3 separate regions of the Mus musculus genome follow, and all the other regions are linked to region 1. Evidence: chromatin contacts called from public Hi-C data. All regions are on one chromosome and are shown on one strand. The core of a region is the stretch at or near the end of the contact, and the rest is flanking DNA. Distances in the headings are between cores, read along the strand shown. Region 1 overlaps 1500002F19Rik (a long non-coding RNA gene). Region 2 overlaps Fam53b (family with sequence similarity 53, member B). Region 3 overlaps Lhpp (phospholysine phosphohistidine inorganic pyrophosphate phosphatase).

Region 1 (3,113 bases), core at 104-2,603:
GCAATCTGATTCCCTCTTCTGAGTTTTGAGGACATGAGGCATGCACATGGTAAACAGACATGTGTACAGGCAAAACACGCATACAAATAAAATTAAATAACAGCATATCAACAACTGACGCCGAAGTGATGGCTCAGCAGTCAAGAGCACTAGCTATTCCTCCAGAGGACCCAGGTTCAATTCCCAGTACCCACATGGCAACTTAACTTTCTATAACTCTAGTTCCAGGGGATCTGACACTCTCACACATACACACATGTTTAAAACATCACTGTACACAAAATAATAATAAAAATAAATTATTAAACAAATAACAATTTGGGGCCTGGAGAAACAGCTCATTGTTTAAGAATACTGGCTGCTCTAACAGAGAACCCAGGCTTGAGTCTCAGCACCCACGTGACAGCTTACAGTCAGCTACAACTCCAGTCCAGGGGATCTGACACCCTATTCTAACCTGTGAGGGCACTGACTACATGTAGTGTGGACAACACATCCCTACATATATCAATCAATCAATCAATCAATGTAAAATAATGGTCTAAAAATAAATAATTTTAAAACTAGGGGTAGGTTTATAGTAAATTGACTTCTTCAGTCTGACAGAACTTCTACAAAAAAGGACACAGCCCATTGTGGGTGGTGCTAATCTAGCAAGTACTCCTGGGTAGTATAAGAAAGCAGGCTGAACAAGCCATGGAGAGCAAGCCAGTAAGCAGTATTTTTCCATTGCTAACTTTTGTTTTTCTTTCAGTTTCCTGCCCTGACTTCCTTTGATGATGGACTGTGATGTGGAACAGACTCTGAAATAAACCCTTTCTTCCCCACGCTGCTTCTGGTCATCATGTTTTGTCACGGCAATGGTAATCCTAAGATTCAGTTAACGGCCAGGAAGGGACAGGAAGGGGACTTCTCAAGCCCAGTGTATTTCCTTCCTTTATCGTTTATTTATTTTTATGTTTATGAATGTTCAGCATATGTATATATATATGCACCACATGTGTGCCTAGTGCCCAGGGAGGTCAGATGAGGGCATCAGATGGTTATGAATCACCATGTGAGTGCTGGAGTTCTCTGAACGAACTAGTGCTCTTTACTGCTGAACTCTCTCCACCCCTGTGTCCTAGTTCTTGATCTTCAGGCCAGTTACCTAGCCGAGGTGACCGGGAGGATTCTGTATGTTCATGATTTGTGTCCTCTTCTGTGCTCATTATACCTCGATTAAAAACTTACCTGAACAAAAGAGAAGGGGAAGAAAGGAAGAGAGCAGGAAGGGGTGGGGAAGTAAAGGGGCGAGTGGGGTAAGGAGTGGGCTGGACACTGCTCCTGCCTGGTCTCAGGGTGCCTGGAACACTCTGCTGTACTCACGTGGTTTGGTTGGGAGCAGATGGTTTGAAAGAGGTGCCAGGACTCTCTTCCACCCACCTCTGCTCCTGAGGGCTTGGATGTCATCAGCCTTGCCCATAACTCAGCCCACTCTCCCTGGTAGATGAAGATATGAGTGCCAGCCCCCGGATACAGAGCTGGATTAATCTGCTCCTCCACCTGGGTATCTGTGTGGGCAGGCTGAGGGAATGTGCAGGGGGAATCTGGGTTAACTGCTGAGATGGCCGTCACCCCCCACTGCAGGTGGCCTTCCCCAGCCAAGCTGGGCTGGTGGGGGAGAGAGCGACTGTGCTGGTCAGGAGGGTCCCAGAGGTTGCTGCTGCCCCAGGTGTGGTACCTTTGCCCGTGTCTGGCTCTTGCCCGCATACACTGGACGTGCCAGGACACTGTGAAGGGCATCTCAGGTTGGGCAAGGACAGCCGCACTTCCTAAACTGGCTGCCAAGCCCTGTGGGGCTTCCAGAACATTTGAATGTTTCTGCTCTTTGTTTATGTCTATCTAGGGCAGACTACCCTTTCCCAGGCTAGCTTTCACTGAGCCCATCTTGATTGAGAGCAGCTGTAGAGGAGGCAGGAGGCATCCTCCTGGATTTTTCAGCAGCTTTGGGACATTGGGTACATCATGATGCATGCCAGCATCTCTGGTCTCCCTAAGAGACAAGCGCAAAGCATCCTTGGCTGCCTAGTGTTGTAGCCACTAGCCAGGCAGCTATTTAAGGAAAATTGCATTACATTTTAAAAAGTGCATGAGTGTACAGGTGTATACACAGAGAGAGGCCAGAGGGAGACATTAGGCATCTTACTCTGTCACTCTCCACCTAATCTCCTAGATATTAGGTCTCTCATTGAATGTGGAACTTTTGGGCTAGGCTAGTAGCCAGCAAACCCCATGATCCTCCTGTCTCTGCCTCCCCATCCTCAGAGCTGGGGTTACAGGTGTATATGAGTGAGTGTTTTTTTACATGGCTCTGGGGGATTTGATCTCAGGTCCTCATAGCTGCACAGCAAGTGTTCCTACCCACTGAGCTACCTCCCCAGGTTCTTTTTTCTTTGTTTTGACTCAGTGTCTCACATATTCTGGCCATCCTCCACTTTTCCATATAGCTGAACTTCTGACCTTTCTTCTTCTATATCCCGAGTGCTGGGATTATAAGCATATTACCACCGTACCTGATTTATGCAGTGCCAGGAATGAGCCATGGGCTTCCTGTGTGCTACTACAGTACTCTATCCCAGCCCTAAAACTCAATTATTTTGTTGTTGTTGTTTATTTGTTTGATTATTTGGTTTTTGTTTTGTTTTGTTTTGAGACAGGTTTTCTCTGTGTAGCCCTGGTTGTCCTTGTAGACCTGGCTTGTCACTCTGTAGACCAGGCTGGCCTTGAACTCAGAGATCCACCTGGCTCTGCCTCCCAACTGCTGGGCTTTTAGGTGTGCAGGGCCACTACATGGCAAAATTCATTTCTTTAGAACGGCCAGGCACATTTCTGAGCCCACGTGACCTGACACAAGCTGGGAGGTGGAACAGAAGAGGGCAGAAGGTTCTCCTAGGCGGTGCTGCCCCATCTGAACTTCTGTGTCTATATTCTACTTTATTATCATTACTATTGTGTGTGCGCGCATGAGTCAGAGTTCGACTTTCAAGAGTTGGTCCTCTCCTTGCACTATGGTTCTGCGGATCTAGATATATTTCCTTTTTTCATTTTGCCCAAAGCTCACTCAGAGACCA
Region 2 (3,318 bases), core at 144-2,643, 130 kb after region 1:
CAGGAACTTTCGTCTCCTAACATTCCCAGAATGTCTGAGACTATAGTGGTAAAACAATAATTTGTTCGTAAGATTTTACTGAAATAAAAGTTCAGGTTCAGATCTTGCATTCCACAGTCGGGCTAGCCCGTGGACTCATGCATTCAAACAGAGTTGCCTGCTCTTACATCACGCTGTCTGTGGCCTAAATGTTACTCTTACCCATTTCACCTGCTTTACATATCCTCAGTTTCATCAAGAAATCAAATGAAAATGAAAACAAGCGCTGTGATTGGCAGCTGTTTTCTGAAACTGTTGAACATTTTGCTCCAAGGCAAACCCCAGCCCCATTTTGACTGTGACCATCTGAAGTGGCCAAGGCCTAGTGTTGATCATGGTCTTCTGCTGGTGCTAACTTGCACAGCTCCCCTGACTCAGCCACCAACTGGCGCAGAGCTCAGGACACGTTACCATCACGGGAGACAGCATGGGATGTTGGGAGGGAAGCTGGATCAGGAACTCCAGGGACAGGCAGGTCTGGATTTGGGATGCTGGGAAGGAAGCTGCATCAAGGACCGCAGGCCTGGGTCTGGATCTCTGGCCTTGTGCTTCCAACTGGGCACCTTGGGCCTTCCTCCTCTCTGGGCCTCAGTTTTCATCCATAAAGTAAGGTTGAGCTGGCTGGTTTATGAGGACCTTTCTGGTGCCAAGGGCTACGTTGCACACAGGCTGTTCACAAAGGAACAGAATGCTGTTGTGAAGGCCTCTCAGATCCTATTTTCTCTTTGTATTTATGCACCAGAAAATGACAGATGGCGAGACCTGGATAGAAAATGCCCTCTTCAGATTGACCAGCCAAGCGCCAGCATCTGGGAATGTCTGCCTGAAAAGTGTCAGGATGGCTCCCTGTGGCACCAGGAGGCAGTGACTGCCTGTGCGGTGACCAGCCTAATCAAAGACCTCAACATAAATGACCACAATGGGAACCCCTCAGCTCCTCCCAGCAAACGCCAGTGCCGGTCACTATCCTTCTCTGATGAGATGTCCAGTTGCCGGACGTCATGGCGGCCCTTGGGGTCCAAAGTCTGGACTCCCGTGGAGAAGAGACGATGCTACAGCGGAGGCAGCGTCCAGCGCTACTCCAATGGCGTCAGCCCCATGCAGCGGAGCTCTAGCTTCAGCCTCCCTGCCAGGGCCAATGGGCTCTCTTCACCTTGCCACCAGTCGAGCCTGCACCACCGCTTTGGGGGGCAACCCTGCCAAGGAGCACCAGGCTCAGCCCCCTGTGGACAGGCGGGTGATAGCTGGAGCCCAGACCCACACCCAGTGGGAGGGGGCCGGCTGGACCTGCAGCGGTCCCTCTCTTGCTCGCATGAGCAGTTTTCCTTCCCAGAATACTGTCCCCCCTCAGCCAACAGCACACCTGCCTCAACGCCAGAGCTGGCAAGACGCTCCAGTGGGCTTGCCCGCAGCCGCTCTCAGCCCTGTGTCCTTAATGACAAGAAGATCGGTGTGAAACGGCGGCGTCCGGATGAAGTGCAGGAGCAAAGACCTTCTCTAGACCTTGCCAAGATGGCACAGGTAAGTGCCCCAGTGGCCTAGAATAGACTCCAGAAACACCTCACTGTTTCTGGGATTCTGTTCCTGGTCCAGCCGCTTAAGTGCACAGTGACTTTCAGACATGTTTAGGAGTCAGTTCCCTAAAAAAAAAAAAAGAAAAAATTTCAAAGGTTTCGTTTCTGTTCTTTTAAGTTTTAAGTACCTGGTTTTCTCCATTTAAAAGGAGGCATGTTCTTTCCCTGTTAAGCTCATTGCTAGTGGAACAAGAGCAGACAGATGGTGAGAGGCAGGCATTGGCTAGGAGTCCTGTGTGACCAAACACTAATTAATCCTCTTCTAGTCCTTTGCTGGTACCTCCTCTCCTGGAAACCCACCCACCAGTGTTCAGTATCACTCGGATTACGCTGATCCCTAGATCAGAGCCATGGGTAATGACGTTAGGGAAGGTGGGAACTGTCAAACAGTTAGACCACTCAGAAATTATTAGTCTGCAACAGTTAGCACTGGTTGTGGGAGGAGCCTCTCCCACGTGCTCCTGTTCCTCTGTGTTGTCCTCTTTGTCTTGGAGTCCAGCATTGTGCCAGCACTTCTCTTGGGTATTGATCTGAGGAGGATGGGCTTGGAGTTAGAAGCCATCAGCAGGACAGTTATCAAAGCCTGAGGGCTGGCTACATTTGGTGCCTGCTATAGAGGTCATAGGATGTGACCAAGATGGTAAGGTCTGTGCTGTATGTGACATTGGTCCTTGTGACCATTAACTCTAGGATGGGTGGCTCTGGTGGGAAAAACATGGCACTACCAACTCTGTGCCTACCTGGAAGAGCCTCTTGCTCAGTGCCATGGCGTGAGTATCAGTTTTGGGTGTTATGTATAAAAACATTGATTATTGTTTGGTTTGAGGAAGTGAAGATCTGTTTGCTAGTGAGGGAGTGTTCTCTGGAGAGTTGGTCAAGCTCTTCAGACCATGGGCAGACCCAAGGCAGGCAGGCTCATAGTGCCTGTTCTGTACCAGGCAGGTATAACCAGCAAGCAAGCAGTCTTCAGTTCCCTTACTACACAGGCGTGCACACACGCATGCACATGCACGTACATACACAGGTGCGTATACACAAACACAAACGCACACACACTTCTGCAGTGGAGCCGTCTACTTACAACAAAGATATCTCCATGCATGGGGTTACCCTCTGTTCCTTTAATTCTCTAAGCCTGTCAGTCCCCCACTGAAGACAAGGTGCAAGTATCTGCATCTGAGGTGGCCTCAGAGCCCAGAATTTTGAGCCTCTTTCACATATGAGCCCAGTCCATGTCCAGGACAACTGGAGACAAGTGGTGATGTGCTTGTGCCACCCCTGCGCCCACTGGTCAACTTGGGACAGAGTTCTGCCCCTTTCCATGTCCAGGTTCCATGACTTCTGTCTTGGCTCCGTGAGAGTCTCTTCCTTCTTCCTGTGTGGGAGATCTTTCTGGCTTACTCACTGGACTGTAACTGAGCACATATGTTGGATACCAAGAAGTTTCTATCTCCAGATAGACTGAAATAGGTTGAAGGGGGACAGCATTGGGTGACTTCTGAAGGAGACACAGAACCCTAAGTGCTGGGTGTGATACATACATAGCCTCAGTTGACTTTTAATGCCAAGCCTGTTTTCTTAGTGAGCAAGCTGGAGAGGTAATAAAAGCAGCTTACATGTGTTATTAGATCTCACTAGCCACAAGCTGGAATAACAGTACTACATCGCTGGAGACATTTTCTGGCCTCACATATGTAGACACTGT
Region 3 (2,985 bases), core at 253-2,752, 220 kb after region 1:
CCTCGCCTTTGTTGCCTTGGTTTTCTTGGCTCCTGAAGGCAGAAAGGTTTCTCTCCTTCACTCTTGTAACCAGATCATGTCGGCTGCAGCTGGAAGTCAGCAGCCTTGGTCCTGGCTCTGTCAGCCATCCTCCTTAGCTGCCGCCTGACCTTCAGCAAGGTCACTGTCCTGAGACAATGAATGGGATGCTTCTACCTGGATGTGCCAGCAAGTTCTCGCCCCACCCCTCCCTTCTTGCTTCCTTGTTACTGTTGGGGTTGCCATGTAGCCCACTGCCTCTTCAGCACTGGGATTAGAGGTGCCCATCATCAAACCTGGCAACCAGACCCCAAAGGACACAAGATCTGAGTGATAGCCTGGATATCTAGATACAGACTTTAAAATAGTGCTGGGAACTAAACCATAACCCTAAATAAAACCTGCAGCAGAGCCTGCAACGCCTTTAATCCCAGCACTTGGGAGGCAGAGGCAGGCAGATTTCTGAGTTCAAGGCCAGCCTGGTCTACAGAGTGAGTTCCAGGACAGCCAGGGATACACAGAGAAACCCAAATAAGTAAGTAGGTAAGTAAGTAAATAAATAAATAAATAAATAAATAAATAAATAAATAAATAAATCTTGCAGCAGAGACACACTGGTGGTTGTATTTGGGAGATTACAGCTTGTGCATAGATGCCTATATTCTTTTTACAAACATTTTCTTTCTTTCTTTCTTTCTTTCTTTCTTTCTTTCTTTCTTCCTTCCTTCCTTTCTTTCTTTCTTTCTCTCTTTAAAAAAAGGGGGGTCATGAATTTGAGAGATTGGGAGGTGAGAAGAGCAGGGGTGGAAGAAGGAAAGGGGAGGAAGAAAATGATGTAATTATATTTTAATTTAAAAAATACCTGAAACTTTTTTTTAATTTATTGGATGATACATATGTCATAGAACCCATGCCAAGGGTGTGTGTGGAGGTCAGAGGACAGATTTTAAAAACAAAAATGCTTCTCTCTTTCTACCATGAAGATCCCAGGAATTTATAATTCAGGTTGGCAGGCTTGGCAGCAAGCCCCTCTAGTAAATGAGCCATCTCACTGGCCCAAGGGTCTTCACTCTTTTATAGACTCCCACTGAAGGATGGCAAGGGAAGATGGCTCTCACTTCTGTAGGCAGATGTAGAACAAGTGGGCAGACAGGCAAAACCCTCCAGTGTAGCCAAAAGGTACTGTAAACCTGAAACTCCCCACCCACACGGTTTCTTGGCATGCTACAAGCCAAGAGAAGGAGAGCGAGGGTGGCAGGGAGGAAGTCTCTTCATAGCCTCAGATGGGTCTCACTGATGCTTATGGAGCACAGTACAGGGCACTAGAGACGTGTGGTGCAGGGCACAAGCCACACCACAGGGTGACGGCACTGCTGTGGAACCAGCACTGTCTTCTATGACAGCTGTGGCTTCACTCAAGTGCTCTCTGGTCTGGTGCCTGATGGGAGTGCAGGCTGGAACAGGGCGTGTCAGGGGAAGTCAGGGCAGAGCCCAGCAGCACAACAGTTGCACCAGTCACGAGTTCTCTCACAGCTTGGCAGGTCAGGCCTTCCAGCCCAGAGCAGCTGCCAAATGGCTTCCCAGGCCACATGAGATCGACCAGGTGGCTTCCTTTTTCAATATCCAACCTTTTCCTTAATAAACAATAATGTAACTCTACCAAACTTTGGAATTTAGAAACAGGAAGAAAACTCTCTCCGATTCCACAGCTGGGCATACCTCCCAGCCCAGAATCACTCCATACCCTGCCACCTCCCACTGGGGAAGCAGGGCGTGTGTCCAGCATTCACCCCTAGCAGATACTCCACAAATGCCTGCATGAAGGATGCTGACACCCATGTACAGACAGACAGACAGACAGACAGACAGACAGCTGGCTGACTCCAAGCCCCTACCTCTGCAACTCTGAAACTCCCTCCCCATGTAACATGTGTTCAAGGCCCATTGTTAGCATCTACGTTGGGTCACTGAAGCCATCTCCTTAGTATGCTACATGCAAGGGTTATTTTCTTTCTTGATACACTGTCAGTAAACTTCCCAAGGTATGTGTAGATTCACCCAGAGTTGTAAGAAATCTAAGTTACTCAATTCGCCCTAACAGCAGCATCTCGCTGTCAAAGCCAGCGTGCTGACCTCACTGGGGTGGAAGCACCTCCATGATCACCAGGATTCTTCACAGGGCGTCTTTGTTTATGTAGCTGGTTTTCTTTTCTGAGATTTATTTTTATTTATTTTATGTGTATGAGGACACAGCCGCTGTCTTCAGACAGGCCAGAAGAGGCCATCTGATCCCATTAGAGATGGTTGTGAGTCACCATGTAGTTGCTGGGAATTGAATTCAGGACCAAAGAGCAGTCAGTGCTCTTAACCACTGAGCCATCTCTCCAGCCTCTATGTAGTTGATTTTTTTTTTTTTTGAGTCATGTTTTTTATTTGTTCCTTTCTTGCATTTGACATTCTCTTTGATGACATCTTAGACTGAGAGTCGCTGCCACAGTGCTTTACCACGACACAACTGCAACCAACTGCTTTACAAGATGTCCCCTTTGGCTCCGATTCACAGAGGTCCATCTCTTTAGTTTCTTGTTATCAGCCTTAACTAGGTTGACCTGGTGCTCGGCACAAAGGGTCTCAGTAACGTGTACTCTAAGGTTCATCATGACTGGATGCAGGCATGCAAAGACGGGCTTCATGTTGGCCTAAGGGTCTGGAAGCTTCTCATATTTATGTGCTAGGTTGTCATGGATGAGACTGACACATGGTACCCACTGTGAAATCCAGAGCTGGCACTGCATATCCTAAACAGGTGCCCTTGAGGACAGTGCAGGGGACAACGATTGCTAGTGCTCTAAGAAGCAGCCTTTCAGGTTCATGGGCCACTGCAGAGCTGCTGAGAGCGTCCTCCAGGATCCAATCATAGGCTGCATGAAATAGTTCCAGCCTAGTACCCTTCTCTTAGGCCTCCTC

Evidence for each region. Hi-C and Micro-C count contacts between places; a contact is called where the count stands out from the background.
Region 2: a contact with region 1 is called in a Hi-C map of cerebellum, with 1.6 times the contacts expected there. The contact joins two enhancer-like sites. A contact is called at or near these places in 1 of 15 datasets of contacts at CTCF or cohesin (large pre-B cells), 5 of 484 Hi-C or Micro-C datasets (the CH12 cell line, cerebellum, embryonic stem cells and 2 more) and 2 of 115 datasets of contacts at active chromatin or transcription factors (embryonic stem cells and regulatory T cell precursor).
Region 3: a Hi-C map of muscle stem cells shows a contact between it and region 1, with 2.0 times the contacts expected there. The contact joins two enhancer-like sites. A contact is called at or near these places in 15 of 39 promoter capture datasets (the 3T3-L1 cell line, the C10 cell line, the HPC-7 cell line and 9 more), 5 of 484 Hi-C or Micro-C datasets (the HPC-7 cell line, cardiomyocytes, colorectal tumor organoids and 2 more) and 7 of 115 datasets of contacts at active chromatin or transcription factors (the HPC-7 cell line, T-cell acute lymphoblastic leukemia, double positive thymocytes and 1 more).

What each region holds. Positions count from the first base shown.
Region 1 is chr7:132,890,896-132,894,008 of GRCm38.p6, reverse strand. The region is part of intron 1 of 1500002F19Rik (a long non-coding RNA gene); the gene reads left to right. Among named protein-coding and RNA genes, the nearest start is that of Gm46003, 4.4 kb to the left of the region's middle. Within about 2 kb of position 1,353, at least 29 of the 459 cell types and tissues checked have an H3K27ac peak or open chromatin away from gene starts, as enhancers often do. A contact at or near this core is called in cerebellum and muscle stem cells, where this site is marked.
Region 2 is chr7:132,757,631-132,760,948 of GRCm38.p6, reverse strand. Fam53b (family with sequence similarity 53, member B) reads left to right here. Exons shown (of 5, transcript NM_001381858.1): 4 at 782-1,560. Among named protein-coding and RNA genes, the nearest start is that of Fam53b, 55 kb to the left of the region's middle. Within about 2 kb of position 1,393, at least 6 of the 459 cell types and tissues checked have an H3K27ac peak or open chromatin away from gene starts, as enhancers often do. A contact at or near this core is called in cerebellum, where this site is marked.
Region 3 is chr7:132,671,143-132,674,127 of GRCm38.p6, reverse strand. All of the region lies in intron 6 of Lhpp (phospholysine phosphohistidine inorganic pyrophosphate phosphatase), which reads right to left. Among named protein-coding and RNA genes, the nearest start is that of Lhpp, 62 kb to the right of the region's middle. Within about 2 kb of position 1,502, at least 135 of the 459 cell types and tissues checked have an H3K27ac peak or open chromatin away from gene starts, as enhancers often do. A contact at or near this core is called in muscle stem cells, where this site is marked.